Regions from separate parts of the Lathyrus oleraceus genome. Here region 1 is linked to region 2. A link is a contact called in public Hi-C data. All regions are on one chromosome and are shown on one strand. Each heading gives the region's core, a stretch centred on a gene start, on an enhancer-like site or on the middle of the called end of the contact. The rest is flanking DNA. Distances are from core to core; before and after follow the strand shown.

Region 1 (6,534 bases), core at 2,727-5,226, 140 kb before region 2:
AAACCCGTGCTTTGCGGTCAAAATGGGTTAATCTGCAAACACAAATTGATTATTTCCTGCCAAAAATAATGTTCTAAACATGTGAAAGAAACATAGATAGACCATCAGTGATAATACAATACATATTGGATTGTTCAAATGGCATAAACCAAGAACTTCAATGGTTCTCATATTGGGTTACTTAAAGTGGACTTAGTTTCTGTTTATCCTTTCAACCAAACTAATGGAAACCAAGACAGATGGTTGAAAATAGTTGTATTAAATTGTAAATTGAAAAATAAAACTGAAATGAACTAGAAAATCAAGTGGATTCCACTCAATCATATAGGACTCACATGAACTTCAACTATTCTATTACCTTTTTTCCATTTCTAATGAGCTAATAATTGATAGTTTTTTTATAACACTCACATTCAAATCCTCTTCATTATTTATTTCTTAGAATGAACCTAATATAACTAAAGTCTCTTTTCTTAATTCCACCTAGTTTAATTGAACTATACACCGGCAAAATAATCAATAAACTTTTCCAATTTTAACCCTTTGAAAAATTGAAAACAACTCGTTAGATGATCACACATTAGAGCTAATAGTTATAATTAACACTTGTTTTTTATATAAAATATGATATGTAGGTGGTTAAAAAAATCAGAACCAATATCAAGAACCAAGTACCGTGTTTCTGTCAAACTCATTGTGAATCCAGGCATATACTAAGATGTTTTTGTTTTTTATAACTAAATATGGAACTTAGATTAACCTTATAAAGAGGAACAAAATCAGAGAAACCGGCTTTAGAAGAAAAACAAGAAATGCAATATTTGTCACAAGCAAATGGCAGCAAAACCATCTTTAGAATGGTACAATACACAATGTGATAAGAGGCCTGATAAACATTTGTGGGCTACAAAGAATAAGAATTTCATATTGTGACACACACCGATGTATTACTAAGTCAGAAGACAAATCACACCACACAAATCAAGCAACATACTAAAAAAAAGGTCTTATAAAAAATCCTGTTCTATGATGTTCCCGCCGACACATGCAAATGCTTTCGTGACCAACCAAGCCAACACAACTCTTATATATAGACAACAGACAAAGGGACTCGGACTCAAGCGCCCTTGTTACTCTTCCAAGGTTTGATAACACCGACAACTATGATAGCTACTATTATTAACAGGATCACGATGGCAATGCACATCCATTTTCGAGAGTTCTTCTGGAGTTTCTTAGCACTTTGAAGTGCAGTTGTCCCTCTCTGGACATGATCTACTGCATTGTTGACCTGAACAAGCCTCTTATTAACGCAAATTGAACTAAACGTGCGCTGCATTCTACATGCAAACATATATATATACAGAAAAAACAAGGATGCGAGAACACAAACAAACCTGGCTTTCAATGTTGTCTAAAATTTCTCCTTGAGCATCAACTAAGACTGCCATGTCGAGGTAAATCTGAGAAATAATAACGTAGGATTAGACATACTCACTATTATTACTATCATTGTCCACTAATATGTTCTTGCAAGTAAACCTGATGTAAATCAAGAAGTTTTTTCTCGATTTCTTTCACAGCATCGTGTCTCTCCTGAATTTCTTCTACCGTGTTCACTACCTGTAACAGCCCAAATTTTATGAATCAAACTTTTACTTTAACAAGTTTTGATTTTCCACACAAACAATGACAAATCATAAATCAAGTACCTGTCCTCGGCCAGCTTCAAGAATTGCTTGTTGGAAGATTTGCTCGCTGTTTCCAGTTTCTATCAGGTGGTCAATCGTCTAACATAGTCATTAAACAAACAGTTTATAACCAAAACTTAGATTTATCCAATATCTCATCTCATGTAACAAATTCATGAATCAAACTCACCTCATCATCTGGCCTAGTTCCCGTGACTGTTAGAATTGAGTCAAACAAACAATCACAAAGTTAAAAACACAAGGACATGATAACTATAGTACTACAGTAAGGTAACACGGTTAACTTCATCGAGGGAGTAAAACTTCAAACCTGTAATAACTCTTCTCTCCACAACCTCACGATATTCATCTTGTATTCTTTGTCTCAGAGTCTGCAACATAAACATTGATGATAAGATAGATATAAATACGTAAAAACGGCTTCTAGTGTTACGTGGTTCGGATTAAAATACCTGAAACTCTGTCATAAGATCCCTGAATTTTTTAGTCAAGGAACTGCGATATCAAGGAAAAGTAGATATTTCAGCTTCTCGGGAAGTTTTATCAAGTAAGCTAATAAAAATATGTACTATAAATTTACTTTGTCATATTCATCCTTGCTCTATCAATACCGGTTCCCTTCTCACAGCCAGGCTTTTGTCTATTGTTCAGATTCTGCACACAAAAAAAGTCCCAATTAAATAACTCCTTTACGTGTCTGAAATTTATATAACAAACCGACATATGCTAAAAAATATCCATCAAGCATCCACTTACTTCTCGGTTGATAGCTTCAATTTTCGCTTTGACACCATATGCAATCTTTCCAACTTCATCGATATCTTTTTCCATCCTCTTCTTGATAGCTGAGAATGATGTAAAAGGTCAATTTAGTCAACTTGAAGTGATTTTAACTAAAAACAATACAGAAATTGCGTATAAACAATACCCTTCATGGAAGATGCCTTTGTAACAGCTTTTGATTCCTCATTAGCTTCCTGCAAAAAGTGCATTTAGCAACAGCTATAAACGAGACGGTGCTGCTACAAAATACTTAACGATGAAGATAATGGATACCTTTAGCTTTTGAAGTAGCACAGATAGCTTCTCAATTTGTTTATCGGCGTCTTGGATCTTATAAAGAAATAACAAAATATCAGTAAACTTAGGATATTCAATAGACGTACTGAACAAAAACAGCTTGAAGCAGCAAAACTTTTCGGGTTTACATGTGTTCGGTTTCACAGTAGGAAGAGTCAAACGTGATTCTAGACGCATAAATGACATGTCCGATCTGAAGCTAATCTTCGAAAATCAAACACAGTTCCAAACATATATGCAAAATTGATTTTGAGTTTTGACATGTTTGGACAATGTTGATTGGAATTGATTCTAAGTGCTCCATATTCAAACACAAACTACTTCATATTCGACTTACTTTAACTAAAATCAACTATACAGAATCAATTCATTCAAAATCAATTCCGGTACCCGCATAACCAAACACACAAATACAAAACACCAAATTAACATTTTCGATCGATAAAAGATTAAAAAGAATCAAATAGCAAATACATAGTGTACCTGTTTATTAAAAGCTTCCATTCCCATATCAGAATTGCTTCCTGGAACCTGCATTCCCATTTCAATATCACCTTGTCTAGAAGGCTGCCCATTAGTAGCCTCACTAACAAATGAATCCTGCAACAACAAAAAAGGGTAAAAAAACTATCTTTACACTTTGATCTCAAGAGACAATAACATGATACTTTACTCAATCTAAGTCAAATCAAAAAGCCAAAAATCAAAACCACCCAAAATCTACATAGGGATTAACTATGATCTGAGTTAAAGCACAAACCAGAAAATTCTCCAATCCAATAGTGATAAAATCAATTTTAATTTTCAGATGAGTCCAGGATTCAAAGCTAAAAATTGAACCTCACTTAACAATTCACAATAAAAAAATTAATCATAGTATGGCACTTCATAGTATACAAAGAGTACCAAATCTGAGACTGGAATAGATGAATTTTGCAAAAACCCATGATCAAAATTGAATTTTTGGGTGAAGAGAGGGAATTAGAGATATGAACTTACAGTAAGAAGGTCGTTCATGTTGAATTCAGAGAGAGAGAGGAATGTCGAAAGAAGAGACTAAAACGGCAACAATAATTCTGTAAAACGACAGCGAAGTTATGCTAGGGAGAACGAGGCAACCCACGAACTCTCTCTCAACAACAATGCCTTTTGTTTTTGTTTTTGTTTTTTTTTGTCTTGTTTTATCTTTATATTTTTATTTTGAAGTATAAGAGGATTTCTTGTCTTGTTTAATGTTTTCAAATTTCAATAAATTAGTTCTTAAAAATAATAGAGTAAATAAATATCCAATGTAGTATTTGACTTTTTGACCAAAAGAAAAATATCAAAAGTAGTTGCTTTTTGTAAAAGTATTTTCTTGGATCAAAATTACAACAAGGGGTTCATTCCACCAAATTTTATTGGGTTCATTACATTTTACATGCTTCTTCTAAATTCTATAAAATTTAAAAATGTTTTTACTTAAAAGTTAACTTCCATAAAATATTCGAATGATCTTTTGAAAAAATTTCCATCTGGATAAATTACTTGAGAATAATCAATAATTCAGTAAATAAGTACATTATGCATCAACCTATAATATATATGTTTTATTAAATTAATTCAATGGATAATCAATCATACATACACTTTCAATTACAATTACATGAATATGAATTAAATCTAAGTTGTCTTATTTGTTTAAGAGATGAAATTCTGACTTAAAAAATATGGGTAATAAGTAATTGTTGAAAATATTATTTTAATAGTTAATTAACGTATCAATCAATGAAAAGAGCAATACAAACTTATGTTATATTTATTAGAGTAAAATTTAATTCAAACTTGTTAAATTAGTGAATATTTCACAACACTTAAAATAAAAATAAAAAGGCACGAGAAATAGCACTACTTCTGGTAGAGTTGGTGACCTTTTGGGAGATAATTGCGCAAGGAATATATTGGCTAATGGACATATGGACTTTAATAATTTATTAGCCTTTGGATGAATCTAATTTAACCATATGGAAAAAAAATGTTCGCTGCCCCATTAAGACTTTATTGTTTTTTTTTTCTTCTTTTTTACCTTATTTAAATAAACAGAGTCCTCTTTAAAGATATACAAAACATTTTTTATATTTAAACTAGGAATATATATATATATATATATATATATATATATATATATATATATATATATATATATATATATATATATATATATATATATATATATATATATATATATATATATATATATATATATATATATATATATATATATATATATATATATATATATATATATATATATATATATATATATATAATTAAATAGGTTTTCTTAAAAAATTTTAAGACAAAAGTAACTTCAACTTTTTACAAAGTTTGAAACTTTTGTATATGAATTTTTTCTGAATGCTACTAATATATTTTTGTAAAATAATTATTGTTTAAGTAAAGAAGTGTTTGTTAGATAATTTCAAGGGTCTATATGTTCGATACTCAAAATATAATGTCTACTTGTTTTACCTTTAAAAAAATAGTCTTTTCTTTGTTTTTAAAAGTGATTTTTATAAAAATATTTTTTTAAAATATTAATTTTTTAAAAAATTTATTTTTAATAAAAAGATCAATTTTAACATCTTATAACATAAACATATGTTATTGAAGACTAAAATATAATTAAAATCACAATTTAAAAAAATATATATTTCAAATCTTTTGATATCCAATTTTTTTAAAATAAAATAATAAAATACCTAAAATAACATTTTAAAAATAAATATTGAAACCAAATTTTCATTTAAAATTTTATGAAAAAATTCTTTGGAATTTTTTTAAAACAAAAATATGTAATATTATAAAAATAATTTTTAAAAAATCTGAAACAAATGAACCCAGAATGTCGTGAGTGTGATTAATTTAAAATATAATGTATGAGTTCAATGTTACAATTTTAATGTTAAAACTTTAAGAGATATAATTTAACTTTTTTACTGTCGATTTTAAATAGATTATTAATGGCATTTTAATTAATACTATTTTTTATTTATTATTCAAAATATAATAGATTGTGATAAATTGGATAAAAATAAGATTTGATAATGACTATTATTTATATATAAAAATCTTATTAGTTGTTAGTTGTACTGAGATAATTTTATTAGATCATAAGAACGAATAATGTATAAAGAAGAAAGGAAAGACAAACACATTGACGAAGGACAAGCTTTCTAGCGAAGTCACAGGCCCCCGAAGTAACCCTCACATATTCAATAAACATGGGGTGTAACATGTGTGCATACGATGACTAATTGAAGATATAGCCAATACGGAAAATCGACCCCCCCTATTCTAGGGAGAACAAGTATCCTTTTGGCCACATATTTGGTCATGAAAGCAAAGAAATTTGCTTTTTCGATTCTCTAGCCCACACCCAAAGAGCCTATACAAATATCTCTGACTTAGGGCCAAAGAGAGATCTCTAAAATTTCCCTAGAAAAGTCATATACAGAGCTTCTCACCACTCTGTGTTAGCTAGTCCTAAACACTGTCAAAATATTCTAAACATCACACACAATCCTACAAACACATGGCTAACATCATTGTACTTTTTTAGCAAGTACAATTGGTATCCACCGTGGGGCCTGGTAAAATTGACATGAACCTCAATCTCAGTTAAGGTGACATGAATAAATACATCTCTAAACTAATTCAAATTACGAAGAAAGAAATTTGAATAAGGAAAATTGCCACAATA
Region 2 (7,472 bases), core at 1,961-4,460:
TGATGAAATTAACCTTACTTTGCAAAATTAGAATACAAGAGAAATCTAGAAATCAAACCCAACAAACCCTAAGTTTGATGTTGATTATAACATTTTTTCTTCCCTTGATATGAGCTTGATCAAGTAACCCAAAAATTCGAATTTGATTCACCATCTCGCACTACTCCTTTGCGAGAACCTTCTGTTCTTCAAAGCCTTCACTCGATCGAATCCAAATTGCAGATTATTTTAACCCAAGATTTACCGATATGATCCACCGTCCCACGCTACTCCTTTGCAAGAAAACTCTTTCTTCAAAACCTTCACTTGATCGGATCCAAATTGCGTAATCTTGTCCAAAGCCTTCAAATCCCTAATTGATCTTGAAGGAAAATACCAACTTGGTTTTCTTATTTGAAACCCTCAAAGATCTCAACCCAGTTTACAATTCAACAACTTAAATTAGACGTTATCAACATATTCTAGATATACCCAAACAAAGAATGATTATGTGTAATTTGTTTGTGTGTATGCATAAAATGTAGGTTGAAGATGATGAGAACTCTTTAAAATCTCAATTTCATATAGGTTTACTCTAGAACTTTACTAAAAATGATGCATGCATGAGGAATATATATGTATGCAAGTTGGAGGCAAAAAGGAATGCAAAATATTTAAAAAGGAATGCAAATTTTTATGATTTTTAATGCATGTGTCAACCTACGTAAGTCATAAGTCGACATGTTCGATGCATGTCTCGACCTATGGAGGCGCAACATTAAACAGAAGCTACAAGCTTTAAAAATGAGGTACATGTGTCAACCTGTAACTCATATGTGTCGACCTGTATACCTTTTTCCCATAAAAATTTGTTTTTCATGCATGAAATCTTTTCTAACTCATTTCAAAATGTTTTTATGCTTCATAATGCTAAGATGCACATTAAGACGCGAGGATATCATCCAATATACATAAACACTAAAGTATCCTAGTTTTGACATCATACAAAATACATCTAACAAAAAGTTATACTCACAATAACGATGAAGCGCAAACTCGCAACTCTTCCATCTGTTTGTTCAACGACCAACTTCTACAGATCTATAATCTCACACTAACGAGTGGTGAGGTTGACATACTCCTAGAGATGTTGGTCTTTCACGTCGGCCCGAACTATATGTTCATAATCTTGCATTCCCGGTTGTTCATAGGCGCGTTGAAACATCGGGAACTCCGTTGCCACCTGGAGGTTGCGTTACTATGAAGGTCATAGGTTTTGAAAACGTTGTGTGAGGATCCCGTCAATCCTTTCACGACTTAAGAATATTTGACTTCATTTCGTGATCTTTTCATTTCTCTTTATGCTTGTGCCGATTGAAGGAAGTTTAGGTGCGGAAACTCCTCCTTACATAGTGATTTTCCTTGGCCTCATCAACATCGGGAGTTGGAAGTGGTTTCAGGTTAAAAGATTCGAAGAACTTCTCTACAAAGGTTTTTCTGTCCTATCTTACCAATTTTTATCGGGTAATATGAAATTATTGAAATTTACGAGAATCGGAAATCGATTTCCATAGGCGGCCCCACTTTTTTAGATCGAAACTAGAATTATGTGTGAATTGGGATGATCAACTCCTGATGCGGTGTTGCAAATCTTCGACGTGGTTAAACACAGAGGGATGGACATGCAAGTTTAGGATTCTGAATGCCGAATTTAGTGAAAGAGTCCAATAAAAATTGAGTGAGATAAAAAAATATATACCTTAAGCCTTAAGCATGGATATATATATATATATATATATATATATATATATATATATATATATATATATATATATATATATATATATATATATATATATATATATATATATATATATATATATATATATATATATATATATATATATATGATCAATAGATGGACTTTTCTTAATTAGATCTTTGTCCGATAAAAACAGTAGTAACTTGAGTAGTTTAGCTGTAGCGCAACAAGGATAGATCCCTGATTTTTTTCTCGGATGAATATAATAGAGGCTTTTTGAATTTAGGAATAAATCTTGATTTTGCGCTAAAAGCATTACGGTTGGAATTTGGTCTTAATCAAAATCTTTAGCCATTGATTGTGGTGGTGGGAATATAATTTTCTTAAAACTTGATATCCTGTCTTTAAACTCTAGGAATTTGCAACGTTCCAAATCTACACCTCCTGGCAAACCACTAGGGGTTTGAAAAGATTGTTAATATCTACTGATAAAATATCATATTATAATATTGATAAAGGAAATAAATGCATTTATTGAATAAAAGTCATTTCATTATCATAATAAAGGAATGATACAAATGGTTCCTCATATAGTTCAGTATAACACAGCCGTTTAACTGACTCTAGTAAAAGAGAAAGTGGATAAAACTCGTCACAGTTTTTATACTGACCAAAGACTAAGTCAAATGTGAAACTTAGTACTATAAAATATATTTCTCTTTGGAGCTTTAAATTTTGATTTGCCGTATTGTGGGAAATCAGCCAAACTGGAACTGCATTAGTGCAATATGACATTAAATCAACAAACACATGTTTTTTCCCTTAAATTTAAAATTACACATCAACATAGAAAACTATGATATAAAATTACATTTATATCGCAAAGTATTTGCACAAAAACTAGCTTTTCCAAACTAAAATAACTTGATTCTAGATATACAATTGCTCTCAACACCATTGGAAGTTATATTAACAGAGATGTTACATGAGCAATAAGCTATAGCCTTCACTTTGATATATTTCAAAACGATTGCTTTCCCAGGTAATTCAGTTGTTGAAGTCAAATTAAACACCATTCCATTCTGTACAATATCTGACCAAAATTTAGGATTCTGTATCAACTTTCCCACCATAAAATCTGCATTAGTGGTCACATTAATTTCACTACGAGCTGGAACAAGTTGTGACTCAATTGGAACATTTCCAACAATAGCATCATGATAAGTGACATAACCTATGGAATTTTGATACTTGAAGCTTCCATAGTTTGGGTTCAATATTGTGATAACCATGCCTAATGTCATATTCATGGTTATATTTGGTGAAAGTAAATTAAAGTGAGGCAAATCGACACTAATAGTAGGATCCTTTGGCTTAAAGATGGTTAGAATCAAAGTTAGAATCACAATTGTGACAATGATTAAGAATACTGTAGATATAATTAAACAGAATTTTAGGCCTTTAGCCATGAAGAAAATTTTGATATCTACGTATGAAATAAAGTTGCTCACTATTGTTAGATAGAACTTGTTTTTTGGGATGGAAAATCTATATGAATATATAATGATATATTTTAGTCATACTTTCCTATAGCGGAATATATATTGATTTAGTGGTCATAAATGAAAACAAAATTATGGCACTTAATTGATTCCTAGTTTGAGTTTTACTATTGAGATTAGAACCCGTACGAGCAAAAGAATCGTAAATTTTTTAAGCATATATTTTGCTTCTACCCATACAAAATTAAGTATTTATATAACGCAGACAAAATCAAGGATATCATATTTGTGATACAATTTTTTTTTGTTTTTTTTTTACCTCAACTGCTTTACAACTTAAGTTTTAGATTGGGTCAATTTTTTTAATAGTAATGGAGATAATATGTTAAATAAGAAAAAATAAAAGGATAGACAGCACATGATACTACAAAAAGCACAAACTATGTTAAAAAAAAACCGGTAAGGCAACGGCTAGATGAAAACATAAATAACCTTAAGCAAAATTATAAAATAAATATAAACCTATTCAAGGTCAAAAGCAACACACCATCAAAAAGCGAAAGCTGGAAGGAGGTAAAGTCGACCACTTGTAGGAGAATGCAGAGGAGGAAAATTGGCCTACCATCACTCCTCTAAATTCAAAGGTGTGTTTGGGTTACGTTTTTAGTCAAACATGGAGAGAGCACAAATCACATAATGAAAAATGGTTCACTTTCACGACAAACCAATTATCAAATTCATCAAGTGATTAACCGACAAACTCTCCTAACAAGAAATGATTTTACACAATTTCTATATGATTCAGACCACTGAATGTCGATTCGAAAACATGAATGTCTAAGACTTTTTACTTTGACGTATCCCCTAAAAAAATGTCTAGAACCATTAGGATCTGACAAGGAAGAGGTAAAGTCATTCTCACCCACCTAAGCACCATAAACAAAGAGGGGACCTCGTATTGAACAAATTAATGATTTAAAAACTCAACCTACCCTAAGCAAAACTCACACCCAACTCGAGTATCAGTAGACACAATACAATGCCTAGCAAGATTTTTCCTAGTTTACACCCTATCTTGAAGAAACTACTAAGAAAACACCACCATTTTGAAAGGAGTTCAAGACTTCCAAATCTTGAATCACCCAAGGAGGCCTATTATCAACTCCCGCCACCAAGGAGGAAAGCTTAAAATAAACAGAACTCCAAGAGGAGCTGATTTGTTCCATTTTTATTGTTCCCTAGGCGAACCAATGTGACGACTGGATGAAGAAAGATCAAGAGAGGAGATTCCTTTCCACTAGTAAGAGGCTTTCCTACGACCCTCGAACCGACAATCACCTAGGGAACACCTCACTTGAGAGACATATCTAGTAGAAATAATCTTCTTCCACAGAGATGGTCTATCCTCAAACAACCTCCACCCCCGCTTATTTAAGAAAGTCAAATTCAAAAACCTCAAATCCTTAACCCCTTAACCACCTTGTTGCAACATAGAAGCAAGTGTGGTCTTTATTGTCTCCATAGGGATCGATTCTGTTTTAAAGATTGTTTAATAGTTTATAAGACTTTAAGTATGGTTTATTATGTGTTTGATGATGTGTGAATACGAAAAGTAAAATAACATAAAATAAAATTAACTTTGGTGTTTAAAATTGAGAAAACTTATTGATGTTAGATTTCATGGACCTTATCTTATGTAATATCCTTGATCAATAGTATGTCATTCTAATAACCTATTAAAATTACCGCTTGTTGCTCTCATTGCAGCTCATGTATGAGTTAAATACGTGAGATCGGTCTTATTAGCTAATATATGATATCTCTATCTATTAACCAATACAACAACAATAAGCTTCAATAGTTCATACGGATGCTGAATTTAAATCTATGTCTAGATTTTAGCATATCCAATATATGAAATGCTTGGATCTAGTAATAACAATTATCTTTCACATATGAAGTCATACAATGAAAAAATGTTTTAGGTATCTAATCCAAAATATGCATTAAGAACAAAGAATTCGTCAATATTAAAGCTTAAGAAGAATTACATAGAACACCATGATCAGGATCGAAACATGAAGATTAGGACGACTACATCTAACCCTAACAAAAAATAAATTTAGCTACGGTTATTCATCATATCTAAATCATAGAAGAAATATGTTGAGAATCATCTATTATCGAATCCTCGAGTAGTGCTTATGCAAACAATATTCTACTCTTTTTCTCATCTGTTGTGTTTTCGGTCCACAATTGACTTCTTTCACACCCTACTAAGAATACTACCTAATTACACCAAGTTATATCAAGTTATATTCAAATAAACTTCCTGAAAACCTATTTATAGGGGCATGCCTTTGTCGCTAAGAGATGTTTATAGCCCACTTAGCGTGCTTATAATCTTCCATGTTAAGAAATGTCAGCTCATCTGCAAGCGGTCTTCTCTGCCTTAACCTCCGTTAGTACGCATCTAGATTTCTTTGAGATCACAACCTTTATTTTTCTTCAAGTAATTTAACCATGAAGCTTTCTAAACAATCATATCTCACTTAACGCGCCTACTAGCATGCTTTGGTTTCTGACTGAGGTTACTTGGATGTTTGATGCCCTTTTCTGGCTTAGCGAGGTCTTGTCTTTGGTTAAGTTATCCTTGATGCTCGAATGGTGCATTTTGTCTTCTTTTGTTGCTTTCTTGGTCCTATTTACTTGTACTTAATAGATACATAGTTAAAGACTTCATAAATGCATTTTATCATGTTTTTCTGATAAATTTGGATTTTTTCATTGATTGCTTGTAAAATAAGTTAAAAAGTGCCTATGTATTTTATGTATTTTTTGCATTCCCCAACTTATATTTTTGTTTGTCCTCAAACAAAATCACTACAGATGGTTCAGGAAAATTTTCACTTTGCAATGTTCATGAAAGGTCTCAAGACTTTATCAAGAAGCTTTTGAAATTATTTTGAAGTATGACAGGATTTTTATTTCAAATGCAAGTTCATAATCAACATTATAAGCATCCATCAACTATAGCATGAAGATGAAAAAATATGATACTCTAAAGTATGATTTAAAATATGTTCAGATCAATAGTCAATTTTTCATCAGAATCATTAAGCTATGGATAAGCTAGACGCCGATTAAACCAGAGTCGCCACCGCGCTTTTATTGTTTCCAAGGGAAAAGGGAAAAGTACAAAAAAAATCCAAAAGTAAGAAGTTTTCAAATCAAAATTAATAAAATGCCAGAGATTACAGGTAAGGGGGTTGGTTACACAAAGGGAAGATGTTAGCACCCAAAGTGTCCTAGATACTCCTAGGGAGTCCTTTCTTGTGTGCATATGTGTTTTTGTACAAACGATGTTTGCAATAAATAGAATGGAGGGATGAGAAAAGAATTCATTAATTATATTTTTTGTGTTTGACAAGACCTTCGGACTCGTGTCTACGTACCAACATAAAAATGAGGGATCGAAACCTCGTAGTTTGTGGTAACAATTTCAAAGTGAGTGTATTGCTTTTAACAAAAGTTTAAGTTTAACAAAGGCACAAAAAGCCTAAAAAGGTTTGAATGAGTGTTAGTTATTTTTGGCTTTTGAAATTTTAGGTCACTTATAGTTAGGTTTATTTACAAGTTTGATTAAGAAAGTTTTTTACTCAATAAACAAACAATACTTTGATTATACCCATTACATCGTACACATAAACTAATAGCAAGACTGGCGTAAAATTAACATAGTTAAAATGCATGTATATTCTCATTCATTTATGTAAAACATGAAGTATGCATTCATATCACTTGATTTAGGTTTATGATTCCTGACTTAAATTGACATGTTTCACAAAACAAGTGATAAATGCATTCTTTGAATTAAGCAACTAATTCATGATCATGAAATTAACTTAAAGATAATCACAATATTAATCATGAATGGATCAATTAGAAGAATAAACATTTTAACACTCCATCATTCTTTATTTTTCCTTTATCTTAAGCTTTGAATAATATGCATTTGACTTTTTCAAATCATTTGAACCATCTTCCGACAAACAAGTTCAGAAAAAAAATTCAAAATTTTTCAAATAATTTTGAAATTGAACAAGTACTAAAACAAATTTAAAGCAATTAAAATCACACATGTTTTGGCATGTAAGCTAAAAAAATTTTATCTCCATTGCATTCTACTCCTTGCAGAAAAGTTGGTATGTCCATAGGTCATATGAATA

What was found. A called contact is a pair of places that touch in the nucleus more often than the background predicts.
Region 1: a Hi-C map of leaf shows a contact between it and region 2, with 4 times the contacts expected there. The contact joins the promoter of LOC127086756 here to the promoter of LOC127082264 in region 2. A contact is called at or near these places in 2 of 2 Hi-C or Micro-C datasets (both in leaf).

The regions. Positions count from the first base shown.
Region 1 is chr5:590,565,207-590,571,740 of CAAS_Psat_ZW6_1.0, reverse strand. LOC127086756 (syntaxin-132) reads right to left here and starts at 3,976. Exons shown (of 13, transcript XM_051027556.1): 1 at 3,792-3,976; 2 at 3,276-3,392; 3 at 2,769-2,825; 4 at 2,641-2,689; 5 at 2,469-2,557; 6 at 2,293-2,366; 7 at 2,165-2,207; 8 at 2,023-2,083; 9 at 1,882-1,907; 10 at 1,713-1,790; 11 at 1,543-1,623; 12 at 1,398-1,463. The coding sequence starts at 3,809.
Region 2 is chr5:590,425,336-590,432,807 of CAAS_Psat_ZW6_1.0, reverse strand. It overlaps LOC127082264, which reads right to left and starts at 3,210. Exons shown (of 1, transcript XM_051022504.1): 1 at 2,656-3,210. The coding sequence starts at 3,210. The coding sequence ends at 2,656.